Regions from separate parts of the Mus musculus genome. Here region 1 is linked to region 2. Evidence: chromatin contacts called from public targeted proximity ligation data. All regions are on one chromosome and are shown on one strand. The core of a region is the stretch at or near the end of the contact, and the rest is flanking DNA. Distances in the headings are between cores, read along the strand shown. Region 1 overlaps Lpxn (leupaxin). Region 2 holds the start of Fam111a (family with sequence similarity 111, member A).

Region 1 (6,133 bases), core at 393-2,892, 240 kb after region 2:
TGCAACCAATATCCAGGAGCCCAATGTCTACAGGTATGCTTTGGTGTCTAATAAATAACTTCACAATTAAAAGTTATCAGGTAATTTATTATTAATAAGTGACAAATTCTTTTTTTTTTGTTTTTTGTTTTTTGTTTTTGTTTGTTTTCTGAGTCAGGGTTTCTCTGTATAGCCCTGGCTGTCCTGGAACTCACTTTGTAGACCAGGCTGGCCTCGAACTCAGAAATTCGCCTGCCTCTGCCTCCCGAGTGCTGGGATTAAAGGTGTGCGCCACCACACCTGGCTGACAAATTTGTTTGTAAAGATTATTATTGGATTTCATCCATAGTACGCCTCTTCCCAGAGCCTTTGAGTGGAGGCAGAACCCTTCTACAATGACTTGGCAGCCTCTCAAGGTACCTCGTTTCCAGACAGGTGTCCAGGCTCGGGGTTGGGAGTATCTCTGCATTTTTAAAAATCACCTAAAAAGGATAAAAGTTTCAGAATTAGCATAGAGTTTTGGCACTTCACTTCCGGATGTCATGCAACAGAACTCAAAGGTGAAAACACACCTGAAGAAACTTAAGCAAGGGTCCAGCAATATCAGTACAAGGACCACGGCTATATGAAGACAGCAAGGGTCCATCACAGACACCTGAAAACATAATTCTACTTTCCAGGTCTGCTCAAAGGTTAGGTAGGTGGTGAAAGGAACATTTAGTAAGTGTTACACATGGAATAGATTCACTTGCTAAGTCATTTCTTCAAACCAAAGCAGATTAGTAATCTAAAATAAATCAGAAACAGAAAGGCCACCTCGTTTGTGTTTGCCTCTTTAATCATAACACACACAAACACACACACACACACACACACAAAAGAAACTAGAACCTTTTCTTAAGGATTTGTGCTTGTCACAGAGTGCTCCACTGCACTATCTGATCTCAGGATCATAGTACATAGAGCATACATGGGGAGCTAAATCAGGCAATGGACTTGAACTACGGGAAGTCATTTTAATACATTCCACTTGAGGTCACTTCCTTCTGTGGTGGGAGTGAAGCTAGTTTACTTATATACACATTACCTATTTATTCCAGCTCCAGGAAGTGAGAGGTGAACATATCTCCATTGTCTTCACCTTTCTGCCCTAGCTAAAACCAAAACAAACACAAACAACAAAAGTGGTAACTGTACTTAAAAGGCTCTCAGCAACAGTATGTTTTATTAAGAAGTAGAAATGCATATGAATACTGAAATATGTAACATGAAAACCAGTCCAAGCATTAATTATTTTCCAGTATGTCCGGCACTGTGATCAGTTATTTAATCATGACACTATTTTATGGTCATCTTCTCCTACAGCACTGGGTAACTGGCCTCTGTCTCTTTTCATATTCTGTGTTCTGTCATTTAGGGCCAGGCCATTTTTGCAAATGCTTTCCATTTAACTTGCTTTTCTAGATACTTGCTCTCCTCTAGCTTATAGCTTATTCTACATACAGATCCTATGCTAACAGACCACTCCCAACACACATACACACACACACACACACACACACACACACACACACACTTGTGTGCAGCCACCTATCAGAGCTGGCCTGACTGCAAGCATAAACCACAGACTGTTCATCAGTCCTGCAGTTTAGAGCCTCCCCCTTTCCCTAACATGTATAGGAGACTCACTCTGCCATAGGAACCCCATCTTGCTGCCATCTGTCTGTCCGTGTATGGCATTTCTAATTCTTTTAGTAAATCCCTTATCCAAATAGCAGTATTCCCAAGTTCCAAGACAGTTGGCTGTCATGGGCTTTGATAAGCAAGAAGTGCTGGAGAGACCAGCAGATGTAGAGTAGGAAAATGCAGGGCACTTGCCTTGCCTTGGTGCTTGACTTTCCAGTGTCTTTATCAGCAGCTGCATCTCTGTCAGTTGGAGCATGACAACCTGCTGTTGTCCCAGCACACTGAACCAGAGGCATGGGCTCTCATGATGTTGCCATGCATTCTGTCCTTTAGCACAGGGGTGGTGATGACTTGCTGCTGGGGCTTTCAGGTAACCCCCATGTCTTCTGTTTTGCTTCTTAGCTCTCTCACCATCTGTTCAACCAATTTTCTATGATAGTATTTCCATTTTTTTTAAACTCAAATATGCTTATATTTTCTAGACTGCAATACTTTGGTACATTTCCATTACCAAGCTATACCTACAATGGAGATGTGTGTGAGAGAATGATATAAAACCCTTCCATAACTATGTGTGGAGTGTTATAAATTTCCTAGGTGATTGTGATTCTGAGCCATAAATACTAGCATGCCCAGCTAGAACACTAAACTCAGAAGGTATATTCCCTTATTTGTTTCCACCATATACTCTGGTTTGCATAAATGGGATACCCATTGCTCCCAATATACCTTGAGAGTGTGCTAAGTATCAGCTGTGGCTGAAGCACTGGGATGTTTCTAGCCACTGTCCACCAATAGCAATATGGCAATTGTTTATAAGTATACCGGAGCAAAAGTAGCACTTTTGGTAATAATGGGAGGAACCGTTCACAAAATATAGCAGAATTAAACAGAGGAAAACTCGGCATGATGGAGCTCCTTACTTCGAAAGTATACATTCTGTACATTCTTTCAAATAACAGGTGTTGTGCTTTGTATTATTAAAAATTCCAAATCATAAAGTAGCTTGTAGCTCATGATATAGCATGCTACTTTTGCTTTCTTTAAACGGCTAGGGACAGATCAGAGGTCTCTAATTTGAAGTTTCTTTCAAGAATATTTCCTGTATGGGCTGTAATTTGCAACCATCAGCTCCTCAAATTCTTATTTCCTATTTAGAATAAAATATTGCTGAGTAAGCTGATGTTAGGGAATCTTGACAATGGTCTTCCTCCTTTTACATGCTATACATGGATTATAGTTTGAAAGTGTGGGCACTTTTTTGAGCATGAACAAGTTTTCCACAACTGTAAGGTGAGGAGGCCTTATGAATGAACAGGCTTAGATAAAAAGCTACATTTGTGTCTGGGGAGATATTACTTGGTTAAGTGCTTGCTATGGAAGGGGACTGTTTTAAATCATTTTATTTGTTTACATTTCAAATTATATCCCCCTTCTAGGTTACCCCTCCACAAACTACCCATCCCATCCCTCCTCCCCTCTCCCCTTTGCCCTCTATAAGGGTGCTCCTCTACCCACTCACCCCCTCAGCGCTCTAGCATCCTCCTATACTAGGGCATCAAGCCTCCACAGGACTAAGGGCCTCCCCTCCCATTGATGTCAGATAAGACCATCTTTTGCTATATATGTATCTAGAGCCATGGCTCCCTCCACGTATAGTCTTTGGATGGTGGTTTAGTCCCGGGGAGCTCTGGGTGGTCCAGTTAGCTGATATTGTTCTTCCTAGGGGGTTGCAATCCCCTTCAGCTCCTTTAGTTATTCCCTTAGCTCTTCCATTGGGGTCCTTGGGCTCAGTCCAATGGCTGACTGTATCTGCATTTGTATTGGTCAGGTGCTGGTAGAACCTTTCAGGGAACAGCCATACCAGGCTTTTGTTAGCAAGCACTTGTTGGTGTCAGCAATAGTGTGGGGGTTTGGTGCCTGCAGATGGGATAGATCCCTAGGTTGGGTGGTCTCTGGTTGGCCTTTCCTTCAGTCTCTGTTCCACTTTTTGTCCCTGTCTTTTCTTTGAACAGGAACATTTCTGGATTAAAATTTTTTTTTTTTTTTTTAAAGATTTATTTATTTATTATATGTAAGTACACTGTAGCTGTCTTCAGACACTCCAGAAGAGGGAGTCAGATCTTGTTACGGATGGTTGTGAGCCACCATGTGGTTGCTGGGATTTGAACTCTGGACCTTCGGAAGAGCAGTCGGGTGCTCTAACCCACTGAGCCATCTCACCAGCCCATGGATTAAAATTTTTGAGATGTGTGGGTGGCCCCATCTCTCAACTGGATGGGGAGGGGCATGCCTATCTACTGGAAGTGGTCTCTACAGGTTGTAGTTTCCCTTTTTTGTGTTTTTAGGCTAAAGTCATCCCTCTTGGGTCCTGGGAGCCTCTTGCTTCCCTGGAGTCTGGAACTTTCTAGTGGCTATCCGCAGTTCCCCATCCCCCAGTGCTACGTTTCTAGTCAGTTTCCTGACCCTGTGTACTTCTCTCCTGTCCCTTCTAATACATGATCCTAAACCCCCTTTTTTTTCATCGTCCTCCCTTCTCCCTCCCAGATCCCTCCCTTCCTCTACTTCCTCTGATTGTTTTGTTCCCCCTTCCATGTACGATTGAAACATTTATATTTTCGTCTTCCTTGTTCTTAAACTCTGCATGGTTGTGAGTTGTATATTTTCATATGTCAATGTGAAACATAGCTTTTACCTTAAAGGAAATAAGAGATTGTTTATTCTGAAGCCAAATATGAGTAGCCATGGCCTACGAGCATAGATTTAGGCTACCAAAAATCCCATGTTATAACATGGGAAAACATTGATGAAGTCTTTATAAATGACAAAACAAGAAAACTAATAAATTAAGGAATGTTCAAACACATTAATAGAAACATTAAGGATGTGGATTGAAACCTCTGCTCTAGGCCTCACTGCTAATCTAATAGGATCCTTAGTTTTATGGTTGATGAAAACTAAGATTTTGTTGTTAAAATATTTCATAAAATTTTTATGTATTAGTCACAGGATGTTATATGTGTAAGAAGTGACTGTTTATGGTCCTAAATATAGACCAAGACAAATTGTTATTAGCTTCTGGACCTACAACATCCCATCTGCAACACAATCATTGAAGTTCAAGTTAATTAATCAACCTTGCTGATTACGTTGAACACACAATTTCCTTTTGGGAACTTTCATTCTCATATCTATAATAATAAACATTTAAATCTATCTTTCTTCAACCTGTTAACAATGTAGCTCATGTTTCCATTGGTTTGCTTTTTTAATATATAGAAGTTTTACAAATATTTTGAATGATTCAACTATAGTAATTTTATGAAACAGACTTTATTAATAGATTTTCTTTTTTGTTTCACTTCAGAGGTTTTAAACAAACTTTTTCCTTATTTTTAGATTAATTTTTATGTGTATAGATATTTTGCATGAATTTATGTATGTGTAGCATCTGTGTTTCTGACGCGTATGGAAATCAGGAAAGGTTGTTTGATCCCTTGGGACTCGGGTTACAGAGAGTTGTAAGCTGCCATGTAGGTTGTGGGTCCAAACCTAGGCTCTCTGCTAGTGCAGTGAGTGGCCTTAACCACAGAAATATCTCTTTAGCCTTATCTCTTTAGTGTTCTTTCCTTGTTTAAAACATGCTCATGTCTCTAAGTTGTTAAAAGTTACTCATTTTCTTCTAATACTTTAATTTTAAAAATATTTATATATTCAATTCCACTCACTTGTTTATATATTTGATGTGTCGAGGGCTGTAAAATTGTTCTAGACAGATTGTTATTAAGTCCATTGAGTATAATTCTGACACTTTAAATGCCTCATGAAATATCCTGGATTTTTTCAGGTGTAGGGGGCTGCTTCTGAATTTTCTAGTCTACTCTTTTGATCTGTTTATTTATTCTGTTACCATTACACACATTTGATTACTTTCACTTGTCAGTGTTGCATAATAACTGATTGCTCCTAATTATCTTTATTTTATAAAATGTTACCTCTATTGGGACAAGCTTTTCCTTCCAAAATTTGTTTTTGTTTTTGTTATTTTTGAGATAGTGTCTGTATATCTATGGGTGGTCTGGAACTCATAGCGATCTGTGTGCGTCTGTCTTGAAGTTGTAAGGATGACAAAAGTGTTTCCACATGCTTAGCCTTTTAAACCTTAAACGTTTTCTCTTGGGTGTTCTAGCCCATAAATTTAATGTAATCTTATTGATAGCTCAAGTAATTCTTCTGGAATTTGTATGGAATTTTATAGAATTTAAAGGGGAAAGCGACATATAGTATACATCTCTACTTAATGTGGAGCTTCTCTTTGATTTGTTTTACATATCAATGCTTACAATATAATATTCAGGATACATATAGGTAGTGAATACTTACTTAGTGACAATTCATTATGATAGAAATATCTCTTACACACAAAAGTTTGCAACTTCTGCTGGATTTGACAGTTAATAATAGACTT
Region 2 (5,860 bases), core at 3,343-5,842:
CCCACCTGCCCACCCCCTATCTCACCCCTACCAGCATCCCTCTTCCCTGAGGCATCAAGTTTCCACAGGACTAAGGGCATCCTCTCCTAATGAGGCCATACAAGGCAGTCCTCTTTGACATATGTGCCCAGGGAAATGAACCAGTCCATGTATGCTCCATGGTTTTGGGGTTAGTCTCTGGGAGCTCTGAGGGGTCTGGGTTAGTTGACACTGTTATTCTTCCCATGGTGTTGCCATCTCCTTCAGCACCCTCAATCCTTTCTCCAACTCTTCCATATTGGCGTCTGATCTCAATTCAATGGTTGGCTGAAAGCATCTGCATTTGTCTCAATCAGTTGCTGGTAGAGCCTTTTAGAGTGTAGCCATGCCAGGCTCTTGTCTGCACACACAACATGGCCTCAGTAATAGTGTCAGGACTTGGGCTACATGCATAGGATGGATCCCATGTTGGTCTGATCACTGGGTGGCCTTTCCTTCAGTGTCTGCTCCATTTTTGTCCCTGTATTTCCTTTAGACAGGAACAATTCTGGGTTAAAATTTTGAAGATGGATGCCCTTGTCTCAAATGGGGGGCCATGTATATTTACTAGAGATCTCTTTCACTTCCATTTCCCCATTGTCCCCATTTTTGTTTAGATAAACTCAGTTGATATTTTATCTTCTGTCCTTGCATCTATAGTAAACTGTTAGTTCCCTTTTTATGACTTTTGGTTAGTGGCTTTACAACCTCTTGGAATGTGTTCTAAGTTGTAGATGTATTCTTGCTATCTCATAAGCAATTAACTCATGAGTCTTGAAGACTGGCAGAGTTCTCACTGCAGTTTTGACATCAGAGAGAACTTAATAACAGTCCTATTATAAAATATCTTAATAATTACTAATATTATTTCAAGAATTCTTATATAATCATCATTAATAATTAAGACCTACATAGCATCACTATAAGATTACTACATCTTTGTTTTTCTGCAAAGTTCTGCTCAAAAGGGTGGGCTAACACCTAGGGATTGTTATATATATTTAATAATAATAGTAAAATCATATTAATAGCAGGAATTTTTCCTAAAATGTAATATTCTTGGTCTTGCCTAGAGAAGCAAATCCATCAATAACTTTAACAGTTCATGGTGGAACCAATTGAGGAAGATCACCTGCTAGTTTTAGCTCCTCTTTGATGACTCCTGGTAGACTATACATTCTTTCGTAAGTTTCCATCATCTCCCATTTTTATAGAACTTTATCTTAAGAACCAGGAAAGAGGGAAATGAGAGGACATAAGTCAAGGTCTGTAAGGAGGAAAGTCTCAATGAAAACAAAAAGTGTTGACCGTTATTGTTTATAGTCTGCTTTAAAAGAACCTAGAGTCATCAGGAGATGGGTCTCTGTGCATGCATGTGGGTTTCTTAATTACATAAATTTTGGTAAGAAACAGCCTAGACATGCTGGCAATATTCCCTAGGTTAAACCCTGTATTGTTTATGTTGATGGGGGGAGAGGGGGGCTGAGCATGCCTGAACTGCTCTCTACTATTCACTGCAGATGCAACATCACTCTCTCCAGGTTCTGCTGCTGAGACTTCCTGCCCATGAGGGGTTATAGCAATCTGTGAGTCAAACAAACCTTTCTGATTTTAAGTTGCTTCTGTTGGGGTATTTCACTAAAGCAATAGAAAAAGGAAACGAAGACAGAATCTGTCTTAGTTTCTCTAAAAGACTCATTTTCTCTAAGTCATATCCATCATGAGAAGGATGCCAACAGTCAACGGGTTTGCACATCAGCAAAGTCACTAGCTAGTCATGCAATTAGCAAAGTGGGAGCTTGGTTAAAAATTAAGGCTGTCATCATTTGTAATGACAGTAACATTCTCCGTTAAACAGAAAGAAGAATGCAAAGCAATATAAATCTTCTCTGTCCAGGCAGAGTCTCTCAAAATGCATCCCTGCAGTTTAGATTTCGTCAGAAACACCCTTATTGCAAACATGGGAATATGGTAATAGACCTCCATACATTTAAATATTTCTGGATAAATATAGAATTCTTTAAAAAGGATGTTTTTTCCCTTTTTGAAGTATTATACAGTTCACTTTGGTCTCAAATTCACAATCTTCTATTCTGTACCCTGTGATGATGGGATCACAGCATTGTGCCACTGTTTCTGCCTGATGAACTGAAAGTGAAAGACGTGTCACATGTGTTCCTCAAGCCTGCTGTTACAGGGTAGGAGAGAAATAAACTCATCTCCACTTGTCATGGATTTTCTAGCTATTTTGATGCCTTGCTTTCTAAAACCTGGACACACACACACAAGAAAAAAAAAAGAAAATGTTTTGACATTGCACCTCAAATGCATGGCATTTATCTGCAGTTTTGATATAATAAAAAACATTTTAGTTTCAGAGGACACAATCATTTGCCATGACAGAGCCTAAGAGTATTAGGCTCTGAATATCTCACACTACCACGATCAATTTAAAAATAACAGGAATTACAAATCATTTGGTCATTAATATCTCTCAATATCAATGGACTCAATTTCCCAATAAAAAGACACAAGCTAGCAAAATGGACGTGAAAACAAGATCCATCATTCTGCTGCATATAATAAGTAAATATACTCTGACATCAAAGACAGACATTACTTCATAGTAAAGGGCTAGAAAAAGATTTTCCAAGCAAATGGACCCAAGAAGCAATCTGGTATAGGCAGTCTAATTGCTATTGAAATAAGGAAGGTGGGTGTGTTTAAAACGTAAACAGTCTTCAGATGGCTCCCATTTGACTCTCTGTATGAGTTACATAATATCATGAAGAAACTATCCAGGAGTGAATATTGTACAAATTCCCTTCTTAGCAGACAATGTTTTTAAAATCATCTCACTTCTTCTGAACATAAAATATACCCTAGAAAGAACCACGCCACAGCTGTGCTAGCACATGCATGTGAAAATCATCTGGTAGGCCACAGGAAGTCTTGAGTTTTGTCACAAATGTGTAAAATCTAGTCTAGAGGGAGACTGTGGGACTGAGTAATGATGTAAACTGACTTACATTGTTAAAAACCATTCTAGAATCTATGTGAACTACAAACTCTGGGGTGTGGTAGATGTGGAAAAGAGCATATAGCTAGATATATGTTTTAGGTTTTCAGAGATGTTTGGGTTCTCCAAGGTGGTAGCAATAGTTGTAATCTGCTCAGTCTCTGTGAGCTGCTATGGAAACAGGTTAGTTGATTCTGTGGGTTTTCTTGTGGTATGCTTGACCCCTCTGACTCCTACCATCTTCCTCCCTTTCTTCTGCAGGATTGCCCAAGCTCTTCCTAATGTTTGGCTGTGGGTTTCTGCATCTGTGTTTCCATTCATTGCTGGGTAAAGCCTTTCTGCTAATGATTATGTTAGGCGTCTGTCTGCAAGTATGAATGAATATCTTTAGTAGTGTCAGGGGTTGGCTTCCTCACATGATATGGGTCTCAAGATGGACCAGTCATCCCTGGCCACCTCCACAATTTCTGCACCACTTTTCCCCAGACTATCTTGTAGGCAGGACAATTTGTAGGTAGAATGCTTTGTGGCTGGGTTAGTGTCCCAAACTGTTCATTGGAAATCTTGTCCAGTTATAGAAGATTACTGGTTCAGGCTCTGTATCCCCCATTGCTGGGGTCACCCTTATAGATTCCTGGGACTTTCCACTGCCCTAGTTCTTTAGCCATGCCCTAAGCATCCTCCTTCTTGCCCCATAACAGTTGTGTCTCCCAGTAATCTCTTCCCACTCCCTGCCTGGCTCCCTCCCTCCTCTTCCTCCTTTTTAATCACAGCTCATATTTCTGGAGTGGACACTCTCTTTATGAGTAGAAAATATTTACTCCCAATGATGCACATCTGGAAAAAAATCAATTTATTAGGTCATCGAGATGACTCAGCATCTGCTGCCAAGTCTGACTGAGTTTGATCCACTAGACTCACATGGTAGGAAAGAGCCTGAATTCCTGAAAGTTGTGACATGTGGCATACACACACATACACATATTACACACAAATAATAAATTTAATACATTTTTGAAAAATGAGTCTTTGACAAGGATTTGCAGCTTCTTTCTGATTTGTTCAAGTACTGAAGCTGGTCTGCTGTGGGGATGTTACCCCCTAGAAAGGCCCTGAGTCCTCCAGCCTTCCTCCTCCTAGCTCATTCTCTTCCTGCCTGCAGCCAGAAAGCATGTCACTAACCTGCTGCCCTGGTCTCTCTTGCTATTTGGAAGAAAATCCCTGGACCTGCCTGAAACCAGGAGGGAACCCAGATCTAGTCCTGGCTCCTCAGCTTCCCACTGAGTCCAGTTAGCATACCTCATTTGACTAGGCTCTAAAAGGAGATCCCTGGAGAGTAGAGGACCACACCCACTCGATTGGCGGGCTTCCTTGACTAGGCGGCCCTTAGAGACCAGGGCGGATGCACACTGCGCTTGCTCTGGTCCAGTCCCGCGCTCTGAATGCAGCCAATGGACTGAAGCACAGCTGGTTGCTGTTCAGAGAAAGGACCAATCCGCAGTCTCTCCACCCTCTGAACAAAGACGTCAAATGACAGTCTGGTTCTGTTTTTTCTAAAAGACCCGGGATTCCAGCGGCTGGAGCGAAGCTGCCATAGAGTGGAAAGATCCAGTAAGTAAAAAGCCACTTTAAGATTAATTTCTTCATGTCAGAATGTGGTGTGCAGCAAATATTCACCAATATATTTAGCAAGTCTATTTCATCTTGGAATAAAAATACACAAGTGACAAATACTGATTTCTTTCTCAGGCTTGCCTAGCAGGTGGAGTGGAAGCTATCCATATTCGAATAGGTGGTTACTACATTAACCTGATTTGTCTGCTGTTTCCATCAACATAACCCAGTATGTTCTGCTGAGGACTAGAAAATACCAGTCATCTTTAGTGTTCTTTAAGGGCACTGTGACGGTTTCCTCCCAAAAGCAGACTTAATGCTAGATGTTGGGTTCAAGTGTAGCTGGTCCTAGCTGTGAGCCAGGGAAGGTGGCAGGTCCATAAACAAACTGTGCTACTCTGAAATGAAGAGTGGGTGAAATCTCAGGCACACTGGTGGCATGGGGGAACTTCTAGCGCTGGAAAGCCCTTGGGACAGAGGCAGAAGGGCTAACCCATCTGAAGGACCCAGGGAGCCCAGGGTTGTTTTCAGCATTCTAGCCTCAGCGTGCTGGTATTGATGATGTGGTAGTGTAGGAAGAGGCAGGCTTAGATCAGCTCTGGTCTTTGCCTCTGGAAAGCCTTTCTGAGAGAAAAGTAAGTAGGCAAGAATGTGCACATGGCTAGCCAGAAAATAAGCGCCTTTAAGAGAGGGGGAAGTGAAGGTGGGGGAGGGAGACAAGGGGCTGGAGAGGAAGTTATTAGGCAATAGGGAGGGACGGATGTGGCTCAGAAGCCAGAAAGAGGCTTAAAGGGGCTTGGTGGGGCAGGGCGTTATTCAGAAATAGGGAGAGTGAGAAAGGCCAGGGGAAAGAAAAAGGGGGCAAGAGAAAGGGGAAGAAGATGGAGAAAGCAATTCCAGGAAACTGTTAGGGAGACCGAGGATGGGACTTGGTACAGGCCATATTGGTTTATTGCTCTACTAAAGAAAGATAGTACATGTAAGTACTTTGTCTTCTCAAATTATAATGTGGTATACTCGGAGGAATTTGTATTCACATCATTCTAACTGAAAAAGCAAGGAGGAGTGGAGGCAGGAGGGGATCATATGCCGGGCATGGTGGCGCACACCTTTCATCCCAGCACTGGGGAGGCAGAGGCAGGCAGATTTTTGAGTTTGAGGCCAGCCTGGTCTACAAAGTGAGTTTCAGGATCCCCAGAGCTATACAGA

Evidence for each region.
Region 1: a targeted proximity ligation map of bone marrow-derived macrophages shows a contact between it and region 2, with 2.5 times the contacts expected there. A contact is called at or near these places in 29 of 484 Hi-C or Micro-C datasets (the 3T3-L1 cell line, 3T3-L1-derived adipocytes, B cells and 20 more), 20 of 130 datasets of targeted methods (the 230-238 cell line, the NIH/3T3 cell line, the SCID.adh cell line and 13 more) and 3 of 9 other capture datasets (adipose tissue, liver and pancreatic islet).

The regions. Positions count from the first base shown.
Region 1 is chr19:12,811,234-12,817,366 of GRCm38.p6, forward strand. It overlaps Lpxn (leupaxin), which reads left to right. Exons shown (of 9, transcript NM_134152.4): 3 at 1-33. Among named protein-coding and RNA genes, the nearest start is that of Lpxn, 16 kb to the left of the region's middle.
Region 2 is chr19:12,568,933-12,574,792 of GRCm38.p6, forward strand. Fam111a (family with sequence similarity 111, member A) reads left to right here and starts at 4,593. Exons shown (of 4, transcript NM_026640.2): 1 at 4,593-4,648.